Linked DNA regions of Zea mays: region 2 is linked to region 1. The links are chromatin contacts, called in public Hi-C maps. All regions are on one chromosome and are shown on one strand. The core of a region is the stretch at or near the end of the contact, and the rest is flanking DNA. Distances in the headings are between cores, read along the strand shown. Region 1 holds the start of LOC103650665 (protein FAM135B). Region 2 holds the start of LOC100274145.

What was found. A called contact is a pair of places that touch in the nucleus more often than the background predicts.
Region 2: a Hi-C map of endosperm shows a contact between it and region 1, with 2.5 times the contacts expected there. The contact joins the promoter of LOC100274145 here to the promoter of LOC103650665 in region 1. A contact is called at or near these places in 4 of 25 Hi-C or Micro-C datasets (ear, endosperm, leaf and 1 more).

The regions. Positions count from the first base shown.
Region 1 is chr3:144,019,846-144,025,370 of Zm-B73-REFERENCE-NAM-5.0, forward strand. LOC103650665 (protein FAM135B) reads left to right here and starts at 4,147. Exons shown (of 14, transcript XM_008676223.3): 1 at 4,147-4,781; 2 at 5,232-5,317. The coding sequence starts at 4,549. LOC103650664 (WD repeat-containing protein 48) reads left to right here. Exons shown (of 19, transcript XR_004857203.1): 18 at 1-4; 19 at 654-1,404.
Region 2 is chr3:144,694,249-144,699,803 of Zm-B73-REFERENCE-NAM-5.0, forward strand. LOC100274145 reads right to left here and starts at 1,790. Exons shown (of 5, transcript NM_001148523.1): 1 at 1,716-1,790.

The sequences.
Region 1 (5,525 bases), core at 2,897-5,396:
TGAGGTATTGTGCAATAACCAGGCAAGTCTCTGACTATAGCTATTGCATTCTATACTTAGACACATTTTTACCTACATTATAAGTAAATGGAATAATACTCTGGTCCCTGTTTCCGAAGGAAAAAAATGCAAAACATGCATTGCCATAAGAGTTCCGATTGATGTTTTTCTCCATTTATTTTCGACCTTTGTTAATTGTTTGCTCCCATCAATAGATTCCTATGATTATGGTGCTACTTTTAGCTCTCCATGTTTTCAAAGTTAGCTGCTATGTAGAGACACCTTTTGACCAGAATCCAAATCCTTGGCTGGTCAAACTCCTTAGTTATTTTAGTATATTCTGCCATATGCTCGTTGAAAAATGTCTTCTGTTTAGGTTTTCAGTAAATTATGCCATATGCTCGTTAAAAAATATCTTCTATTCCAGTATAAGCTAATAGTTAATAGAGATAGTCATGGAACTGTATTTAAATGTAAATAATATGCACTATAGAAATGTATCTGCAGTAAGTTATCCTTGTCTTCAGGACCTTATGCTTATTTCATGCTCTTTCCCTATCATTCTAGATTTATTTATGTGCCTGTATTACAAAACAAGTTGCTGCATAGTCTGTCTTTTGCTGTTGCACTGAAGTGTGTCCTCTGTGGCTCAGGTTCTATCACCAGATATGAGTTTGGCTACAGTGCGAACATATATATGGAAGAAGCCGGAAGATTTGATTCTTCATTATAGAGTGGTCCAATCGAGATGATCACGGCTTCAGATGTACATGCTCACATGGTTCTCCAGATATGTCCCAGCATGTCCGCACCTTTAGATGGTGTGGTTGAAGATGCCTTTGGCTTAGAGAGGAAGCATCATCTTCACAGAGGAAATATTTTGCTCTTGCTCCGCCCTCCCCCCGGTAGCTGTTCCCAGAATCGACTTGTTCGCTTCTCTGTAAAGTTCCTGACCTTGCCCTGGTAGTAAGATGTATCATAGCACAGGTATAAGGCTCTCTGCTGGCTGCCGAGCTTGTAAATGTAGAAGATTAGGTGCTTAATAAAAGATCGAAAGGATATGTTTTTTCTTTCGTTTTTCTTTGACAGCATTTGTAAGAAAAAAAAAGAGGCTGACGCTCGGCCCAGATCGTGGCGCTCCGACGTCGATTATTGGATTTAACCCCGCCGATCCCCTTGGAGGTGTTTGGTTGAGACCAGGGTAAGAGGTGGACGGGAACCCGGGAACAATAAAGCTGTTTTTGGGACATGTTGATGTCGGGAGCTACTTTACCTCTCATCCTTCAACAATTGTTCTATATACTCTATAGGGCTATTTTAGTTTTTTTTGTTTTTTGCTAGCGAGAAATCAGAAATAAATGATTGCTTTGTTTTGATAATCAAAGCTGTTGGATCATGGTCTCATGGATGTGTCCCCTCCCCACTGATAATCTGATATACATTTTGATCTGGACGGTGTGTGATTCGGTGGCAGCTAGGACAGCGTGTCGCATTGGGGTGGCCTGAGTAGCTTCTGACTCGATGACACATCAGCCTGGCCGCACGCGTCAGGTGTCACCGTTACTGACAGCAGCGAGCTCAGTATATATGCCTCGCAGGCAGACGACGGCACACCGTCGTCTTCTTTTTTCCTTGGCCACGGTTGGGTGCACCAACCCAGGATCCAGTCCCCTCCTCCAGCATTTCAGTGGCTGTGTTTGCCGCGGCCGCAAGGCACAGCAGAAACGAAAGCACGTCAGTCTTGAGTAAACTCGGCCGGCACGGGCCGCCGGATCTCGATCACTCACGCAGTCCGACACGACACACCGGCAGGCATATTCCCCGTCCAAATCAATCAAGCACAGTGTGGCTATGACACGGAGCATGTTCTCGCCATGTGCCTGGCCCCGAGGCGGTGTCCGGTAAAGCGCCTGCCGCCATCATCACCGCCGCGGATCCTCCATCCGAGTATCCGACTGACCGCGTCCGGATCCACCCGCCCTCTCCCACTCTCCCTGGCTCGATCGGCGCGGCGGGTCCCGAGACGCCCGGCCCGGCGCCACCTCCCTGCCGCGACGGGTACCCTGGAGGAACCGTTAAGGCCACCGTAGACCATACGAGGAAAAGATAGGTAGACACTAAAATTATTTCTGTTTTTATATTTTTTCTTGAAAATTTAATCGATAATAATAACTCTGGAAATGGAAACAGTAACGTTAATTTAAAAACAAAAATTCGTCACGGAAAATACACTGTATTAAAGTCGAAATCTAGAATACAATCCGTAAAATTATAATGTGTACCCTCAATTAACTTCACAAATTTATGTAAGTCGTACATCCACATAAAATTTTAGTAATAATATATAAGTATTCATAAAGAATCAAAGCATATCTCATATAGCATTAAAGCAACATCTCATAAATACAAGTGACAAACACTGTGCACACACATATATATACTTAGAAACTTACAATGCAATACCTTATAAAAAAACTATCCGATTGAAAATACATTGATAACCATAAAAACCATAAAACAATATCACACATCCAACTATGGTGTATAAAACTGGCCATGTAACTTGACCCATCATAATATAAATAATAATTTGAAAAACATTTTAATACAAGGTAAGAGGTCGCAATAAATATAACACAATATAATATAGCAATAAAAAAATCATTATCATGTATTCAAATAAAAGCAACAGAAAGTCTAGTAGCATAAGACTATAAAATCAAAATGTCTATGATGACACGACACTTGCATTCTAATTGTACTCCTACTTGATATAATCAACGTCGTTGGTTTCCTCGTAGTCCTTATCAATTTTCGTGTAATTTATGAATATATGTATCCAGAGTTATAATTGGTAAGAAACTATAGATAAGATTTATAGAGCTTGTTCGCTGCGGCTTGCTGCGGCTGCAATCCGGCTGCGGCTGCGGCTTTTACAGTATTTTTCTCTCTATGGATTGCAGCTGCAGCAATCCAAACAGCTGCAACAGTGTCGGCTTGTAGCCAGCCGAACACGCCCATAAATGTTTTAAACAACTCTAAACAACATACCTTGATTTTAGGAGAATCAATTAAATTGGTTTCGTGCTTTTCTAAGTTAAGATGAAATTATTATGAATTTACAAAGATCAGTTTAAATTCAATAATTTTCTAAAAAAATATTAAATTCGTTACCGACGGTAAAACGCCAAATAAATACAATATTATTTGGAAACGGTCAGAAAATACCAACACCGTTTCTGTTTTCTATTTCCGATCGTTTTTACCGATTTTGTTAGATAACCGTTTTTGGTTTCTGTGTAGCCCTAAATTTCTTTGAACTTTTAAAAATGATTACCGATACATATGTGCGCTAGTATTAGGTCAACTAAATTGGTCGCATAGTCTAGTTTGAATTCAAAATTTTTCACGGGCTCGCCAGACAGGGACGTGTCTAGGGAGTTGCCCAGCCAGCCGAAAAAAGATACAAAAAAGGACACCTTTGTTTCTTGTTTTTTCTGTCTTTTTTCTCGGTTTGACTTGTGACCCAACCGTCTAGTATCGGTACAATATTACTCGTACGTAGGCTCGTAGCCTAGCACTGTCGCCATCAGCTGGGACCAGACACGTCAGCATGTGGAGGCCTGGGCCCGCCGGCAATATGGGCCTACGGACGGAGACTCCGGAGACGCTGTCAGCCGGGACCGTTGACCATTGACTGTTACCCGGCTCCAGCTGCAAGGCCTACCACCGGGCCGGGCCGGAAAGCGAAAGCTCATGCTACGGAGTCCGCTTTCCGGTAGAGGACACCGTGACGAAGGGAGCAGAGAAGCCGGAGCGAGAGAGCTGCGGCTGACAGGCGGGCCCGAAGTACCCTGTCCCGCTCTAATCCACTTGTACCTGTACAGCTACGGGCCATAATCGCGCCCGCCTCCCGCATTAATTCCCGTCCACTCCCTCGGCCGCACGTGCCGTGAGGCGACCTCACGTGGCTGACCGATGGGACCAAGTCGTGCCGAAAGATGCTGCTCCTCGGGCCCCGCTGCGCCACCTGGCAGTGAGGGCGAGCCGGACATTAAAATCCCCGCACCCACTTGACCTCTTCCTCCTCTCTCGCCTGCTCCACCCCCGCCACCACACCGCTTTGCCGCTCCGATCTCCGCACGCTCCGGCGAGAGGGGCCCACTGGACAGCCAGCTCAGTACCCTCCTACGGCGACGCTGTCGCACGCGCCACCATTAGGTGTCACCCGTCCTTGCGCCGCCGCACGCATCCCAACGCAGCCGGACCCCACGGCAGCCGCCGCCGCTGCGGCGAAGGCCCAGCCCAGGCCACGCGCGTCATCCTCGCGCCGAACGACGCAAGGTGGAGCGGCGGTCCACTCCCCGCGCGCGCTTCGCCTCCGCTGCACTGAAACCGTGCCCTGCTGGTGCGAGTGTCCGGATGCTACCAAATCCTAGGGCCGGGCATCGACTGACTGACTGAGTGAGTAAGGGAGGGAGGGAGGGAGGAGCCAGGGCCTCGCCGCCCGCTGAACGAGGGAGTGATGCGGCGCGGAAGCTCGGCCGCATGAGGTGCCTCGTCGGCGGCGGCGTCCAGGACAGCCCGCGTGCAGCGGCCAAGAGGGTGTCGCCGGCGTCGTGGCGGCTGGACACCGCCGCGGCGGAGGCGGAGACGGGCGCGGGGGGAGCGGCGGCTAAGGGGCCGAGGGTCTGCTTCAGGCCGCCGGATGTGATGGAGACGGTGCACGAGGTGGCCATTTACATCCACCGCTTCCACAACCTCGATCTGTTCCAGCAAGGGTGAGAATTGCTCGTTTTTCTGTAATATAAATATGCATTTTTTTTTCTGGCAAAACTTTTCTCGGGTTTAGTTTCTTAAAGGAGAGCATGTTTTTAGATAGAACATTTAAAAGTCCGAGTGCTTTGACGGAAATGGTACGACCGCTACGCAATTCTAGGCTAAGTGTTTGCATTTTCTCGAGCATTTCAGCATTCCTTTCCTTGGCTTTCTCGTTCAGTCGGTTGTCTCTAGTCATTCCTTCTTACTGCTGAGGAATTCTGATGTTGCCCATGATTTTGTTCCCCTCAGAGGCTCAGACCCTCACTGCAACTTTGTCTTTGTCCGTGAGTTATGTGCAGACAATTCTCACTGATGCCGCATGTGGAGCCTTTTTTGTCACTTGTCTGTGAAGTGTAAACATTTACCATTTATTTTTCTTCTTGTGAGATGAATTTTTGGATTATGCGCAGATGGTATCAGATGAAGATTAGTGCACTGTGGGAGGAAGGTGGCAACAGAACACCGGCTTCGCCTGCCAGGGTCGTGCAATATGAAGGTGTGCATGGTGCATCTCTCTTGGTACTGAATAGCATGATTTGATCTTCTGGTCCCATATCCATCATTTTCAAGATGTGCTTGCATTGGAAGGGAATGTTTAGACTTTAGATTAGTACATGTGCTAGCATGCAGTTGGTAACTGCTTGATTGTTGTCTGTAGTAGTACCAGATCCTATCTGGACTATATGATACCGATAATAGAAACT
Region 2 (5,555 bases), core at 540-3,039, 670 kb after region 1:
TTTTCCACTCGGGTGTATTTCTCGGCCACTGTTTGGCAACCAAGGGACTAAAAACCCCTTTTGAGACAAAATACTTCAGAAAATCACAAAAATCAAAGAAAAATAGGAAATATTTAGAAAAATAAAAAACACAATGAAATATCACTAAAAATCTAAAAAAACATGCACCGGACTTGATCATCTAATATCCAACAAAGTTTAACTTAAATATCATCTAATATCCATCAAAGTTAATCTATCCATCATCCCATCACATAAGATCATCTCCATTCACACGTACAAATAGACAATATAACATATAAACATAGTACAAGTCCCTTCATTATGAACTTTGACACTAGAATAAATTGGGTTTAATTCCTTTTTTACAAGTATCCTACAAGCTACTTTACCATTCAAGGATGTAGTTATGTAAATTGGTTGTCTAATGATACAACATGGACGGATGTAAACAATATGAAGATGTTGCTGCTAACATGTTCTTGGATGGCAAAATGAAGTTGTTGCCACACAATATGTGCTCATGTAAGCTGAAACCAAAATCATAAAGAGATCATTCAGTCCCAAGGGATCCAATACTAGACTACTAGTCTAGACTTGTGGTCTTCCACTAAGGAAACATGTAATTGATTTATAGAGTACAAACGAAAACAATAAGTGCATCTAGCCATTATAATTAAAGTCTGTTCATCAGAATGTGAGTGATGGTGTATAAAGTCTGTTCATCAGAGAATGCATCAGGTTTATATACCATGTTGCTGCAAAGTAAATCAGCAAGACCTGAACTAACGAACTTAAGTAGTCTTTCTGACTAATGAACAATAAATTCTAGGCCATACAATTGCCAGATTCAACAAAAATTCAAGTTATAACTTTGAATATTTTCTTCACATGATTAACGACGAACAATGTGATTAGAATGATCAGCACACATGTAACTAACAACACTCCACTTATGACAGCACTCCAATTATACCTGACAGCAGTCCAGTAAAAAAATGATCAGCGCACATGTAAAAAATGATCAATATTTTCATCTCTGATTAAGCATCAAGCAAAGAATTTTCTTCTCTCAAAAAAATGAAAATAAACTAACATCAGCTTTTTGGTTGCTCGAAGACACAGCTTAGGAAAGGTCCCAAATGTGTGCATTTTTGTGATTTTGCAGAAAAGTAGTATTCCTGCTTTCGATCTTAGGGAGCACCAATACAACTTAAGAAAAAAGTGAGACTGTTTTGAAAGAAATATTTTAAGAAAAAACCAAATGATCCGATGAAAAAGGCTATCTATCCACACTTTCTACACGGGATCCTTCCTAGTTTCCTAGAAACAATATATATCCAATCGATTTTATTACCAGAGTTAATTTTATGACGGTGCTTCCTATTGCTAGTAGCAAAGATAATTTTATGACGGTACTTCCCATTCGTACTCTCCTGACTCTCGATGCTAATATGCGCTAGCCTTGTTTCAAAGGCCTAAAAAAACTGAACTCCTGCTGCCCCGTGACTTAAGCCTGGCAGCCGCAAGCCTCCCAGGCGCAGAGGCCCATGCGGTAGCATAGGCATAGCGGCGGCTGCGAAGTGGGCGCGTCTGGCGAGAACAAACGAATCTGAGCGAGATCTACAAGGTGAGCGAGATCTGCAAGAATCCGAGCGAGGATAAACGAAGAAAACCTAGTAGCAGGGATATGAAGATGTGAGCGGAGCCCTTACCTGAGAAGGCGAAGCTGCTAGATCTGAGCTGATGATGATGACAAAGGACTGACGGCGGCGTGCTCGGAAGAGTTGTGAACAGAGACAGCGTCATGCTCGGGAGAGCTGCCTGATGTCTGGAGGCCGGACCAATATCCCCGCGGAAACATGGCTCAAGGAGTCAAGGGTGGGCCGGTATCCCAGCGAAGCTATCTTCCAAACATGCAAAAAATGTGTCACGTGAAATCTTCCCACGTGGGCCATTGACACAGGGAAAATACCATATTCCCTGCAGGGAATTGGGCTGCCAAACAAGCCCTAAACGGCTACAGGGGTGGGGGAGGCCGAGGCCGAGGCCGAGGCGGGGAACCGTTGAAATCAGTCTGATGCTCTCGCTCGCATCTGTTGCGCCACCTCCCACCTGCTGCTGCAGTGAATGTGGAGTTTCAGCGAACGTTGGGTGCAGTTTCAGTGAGTGTGCAGCTTCAGCTTCAGGTTAATGTAGAATGAAAACTTTAATGCTTCAGCGATGAGTCAATGTGAATAGCTTGTGATTTTATAATAGGAAGCAAGTGTAGAATAGAGAACGAAGTGATTATGGATGGTCATATGTTTATATTAATTTTGAATGGTTTTTATTAAACCGATTCTTATAAAAATAGACTAAAAAGTCAGAGCGTTTAGCATTATGCATCAATTTTTGGTGAACAGAAGCTGAAAAAAAGGTCAAACAAACAGCGCTAAGAGGTGGAATCGGTTTGGCAATGGCGCACAACCTCAACGTGTTGTGGATGAATTTGCCAAGCGGCATGGTTCCATGGTGAATTTAGAGCGGCGGCTATGTTTGGGTCTTGAAGAGAGTTAAAACGCGCGTCGTTGGTTGGGAATGTTGACAACTACGTCACCACGGATCACCAGATCCGCTCCCTTCCCTCCCGTCAGCAGTAGAGGCGTGAGAAGCTGTAGAAGATCTGTCTCCCTTCACATAAGCACGACAGAGGAAACACACAAGACACATGGTATAGGGTTGGGCCTCTGGCCTCTTTCTGATCTCTGTATTATGAGGGGGTGTACAAGTTCCTTATATAGACATGTAAGACCCCTCAAGGGCAAAGCAGGTATTTGCCCACATAACCCTAACTAGGGTTACTTAACACTCCCCCTTGGGCGAATACCGCGACCAACACATGCCTCGTTAAAACTCCGAAAAACTCAGTGGAAAAAATGTGGAGAAAGAGTGCATGGTGATACAAATTGCATTTTTTGCACTTTGTTGCCTCGTTAAAAAAACCTCATGTGATAAACTTCAAGAAAACTCACCAAGGGAAAAAGAGTACAACAACTGTCATTGGGACAGATTTCGATCCTTTGGGATCTAGATTCTATCGAATCTTCTACAAGGGCTAACTTTAGAAATGTGCTCCCCTGATCCTTGCAAAATCGTATCAATAAGGCAAAACATCTTCTTCTAGAAGTATATGCACATAAAGATTTAGCAAACGGATTGCATATCCTTGCAAGGACTATTTCAGGAACTTTACCTCTACTCACTTCTAGGATATACAAGGTAAGTGCACGTATCAATATAAATAAGCCACTTTGACTGACGGTGTTCGATCGACTAGATCTATATATATGATAGAAAGTTCCATAAAGGTTCACATATTGATCATCAAGCTCACGCCTTCAGGGCATAGAATATGACAATTATTGTCTCACGGTTGTGATCAATATAAGCATTCGCTCCCCCTGACGATGACATCTGTTAAAGTCGTTATCCCTCATAACTCAAGCATATTCTTCAAGATATATGTCTCATTGTTCATCTGGAATAACGAGAATGGATGAGGTTGGGGTGCTATCATTTTCTATCTTACACCACAATTTATACATAGTTGTGCAAAGCAAATAACATGTCCTTCAATAGGACTTAGGGGATAATATAGTTGCAATAGTACATATTCTAAATATGACACATCGCTCGAGGCGTTCATCCATTGCAACATCTATGATGGTGTCACAAAAGTCCATCTAAGATCGTAATCCATCAGGGATTTTTCATCGATCAGATACATCGTTATAGTCTGTCATTCTGGCATAATGTGGATGTTTTGCCAGTAACACCTAAACCTTATAGGTTTCTGCCATCAGGGCTTTAGAGGATACCGTAATTCCACATCTAGTAGAAATTACCATGAGTAAAACTCATGGAATGCACATGTGCTTATTCGGTGAACTTCAAGTCCTTTGGTACCTCATCTTATTCCTTTTCGGGTCTGTATGGGTCTTTATCCCTTTATAGGGATTATCAAACTTTGGTGTTCAACACAGACTTTGTTTCTTCTGGATAGGTTCCATCTGGGAACGATAGCCTCAACTAGGAGATATTCTCCCTACATAGGAGAGTGATCATTCATCAGGAATGTATTATTTGGTATAAGATTTATATGTTGCATATTTATAATTCAAAGATATGAGTCCTCCTAGGATCTCATGACGGATCTTCAGAATCCTATTAACTGCATATTTTAATTCATGCCATTTGTCAGATATATTACATAGTGGAACAGTGTTTATTCAACACATACGTGGGATGGGTCTCTCACAAGACCACTTGAACCATCGCATTCACCACACATTATTTCAACAGTGCCCATAAATGTCCGAACTTCAAGCTCGCGACTTTCATTTTGCGATTATTGGTTCAGCCTCGATTGCATTTATCAATGACCCGATAAGAGAGCTTAAAGCACTCGTGCCTAGGACTTTGTTTTGGATCCATTTGCAATCTAGAGGGGCAAGATAGGTGTCGACATATTTGTCTCCCACATTTAATAATGATCTCTGTTATTTCCCAAAATGAAAGATTTATTGTTCCGTATTCCCAGCACAATGATATTGCGCGCATTGCTAGGAATTTCATCATCAAGATGAACCTCTTCGTGAGGCAAATCACCATCAGGGTGAATTAATTGGATGAGAGTTATCACAGACCACGTGAATCTGCAATCAGAACATATGCTTTGACTAAGGCTAATGGATCATATTCGCAGGCATCCCCGAGAATAGATCAAATGCCAATAAGTCAAATGTGGATATGATATTAATCCCGGGTATATACACATCTACATCAGGTAGAAGCATTCAAACCAATATGGTTACTCCTCAACGATTTCTGGCAAACTCCATATACACAGGAGTACACTCTGAACGACGGGTTCAGTTTGGCTTTTGTGCGTTTAAAAGAATATTGAGGCATTACACTATATGGGCATTCCTCCCCCTAATGTCGAGATGTTCTAAAAGCATACAGATAAAATCCCCAACCACAATCATCCAGTTGTGGCCAATGTATGTGAAAGTCGCCTAGAGGGGGGTGAATAGGGCGAAACTGAAATTCTCAAAAATAATCACAACTACAAGCCGGGTTAGCGTTAGAAATATAAACGAGTCCGCGAGAGAGGGAGCAAAACAAATCGCAAGCAAATGAAGAGTGTGACACGCGGATTTGTTTTACCGAGGTTCGGTTCTTGCAAACCTACTCCCCGTTGAGGAGGCCACAAAGGCCGGGTCTCTTTCAACCCTTCCCTCTCTCAATCGGTCCCACGGACCGAGTGAGCTTCTCTTCTCAAATCACTTGGGAATCAAACTTCCCGCAAGGGCCACCACACAATTGGTGCCTCTTGCCTCAATTACAAGTGAGTGTTTGATCACAAGAAAGAATCAAGAAAGAAAGAAGCAATCCAAGCGCAAGAGCTCGAAAGAACACAAGCAAATCACTCTCTCTAGTCACTATGGCGTTGTGTGGAATTTGGAGAGGATTTGATCTCTTTGGTGTGTCTAGAATTGAATACTAGAGCT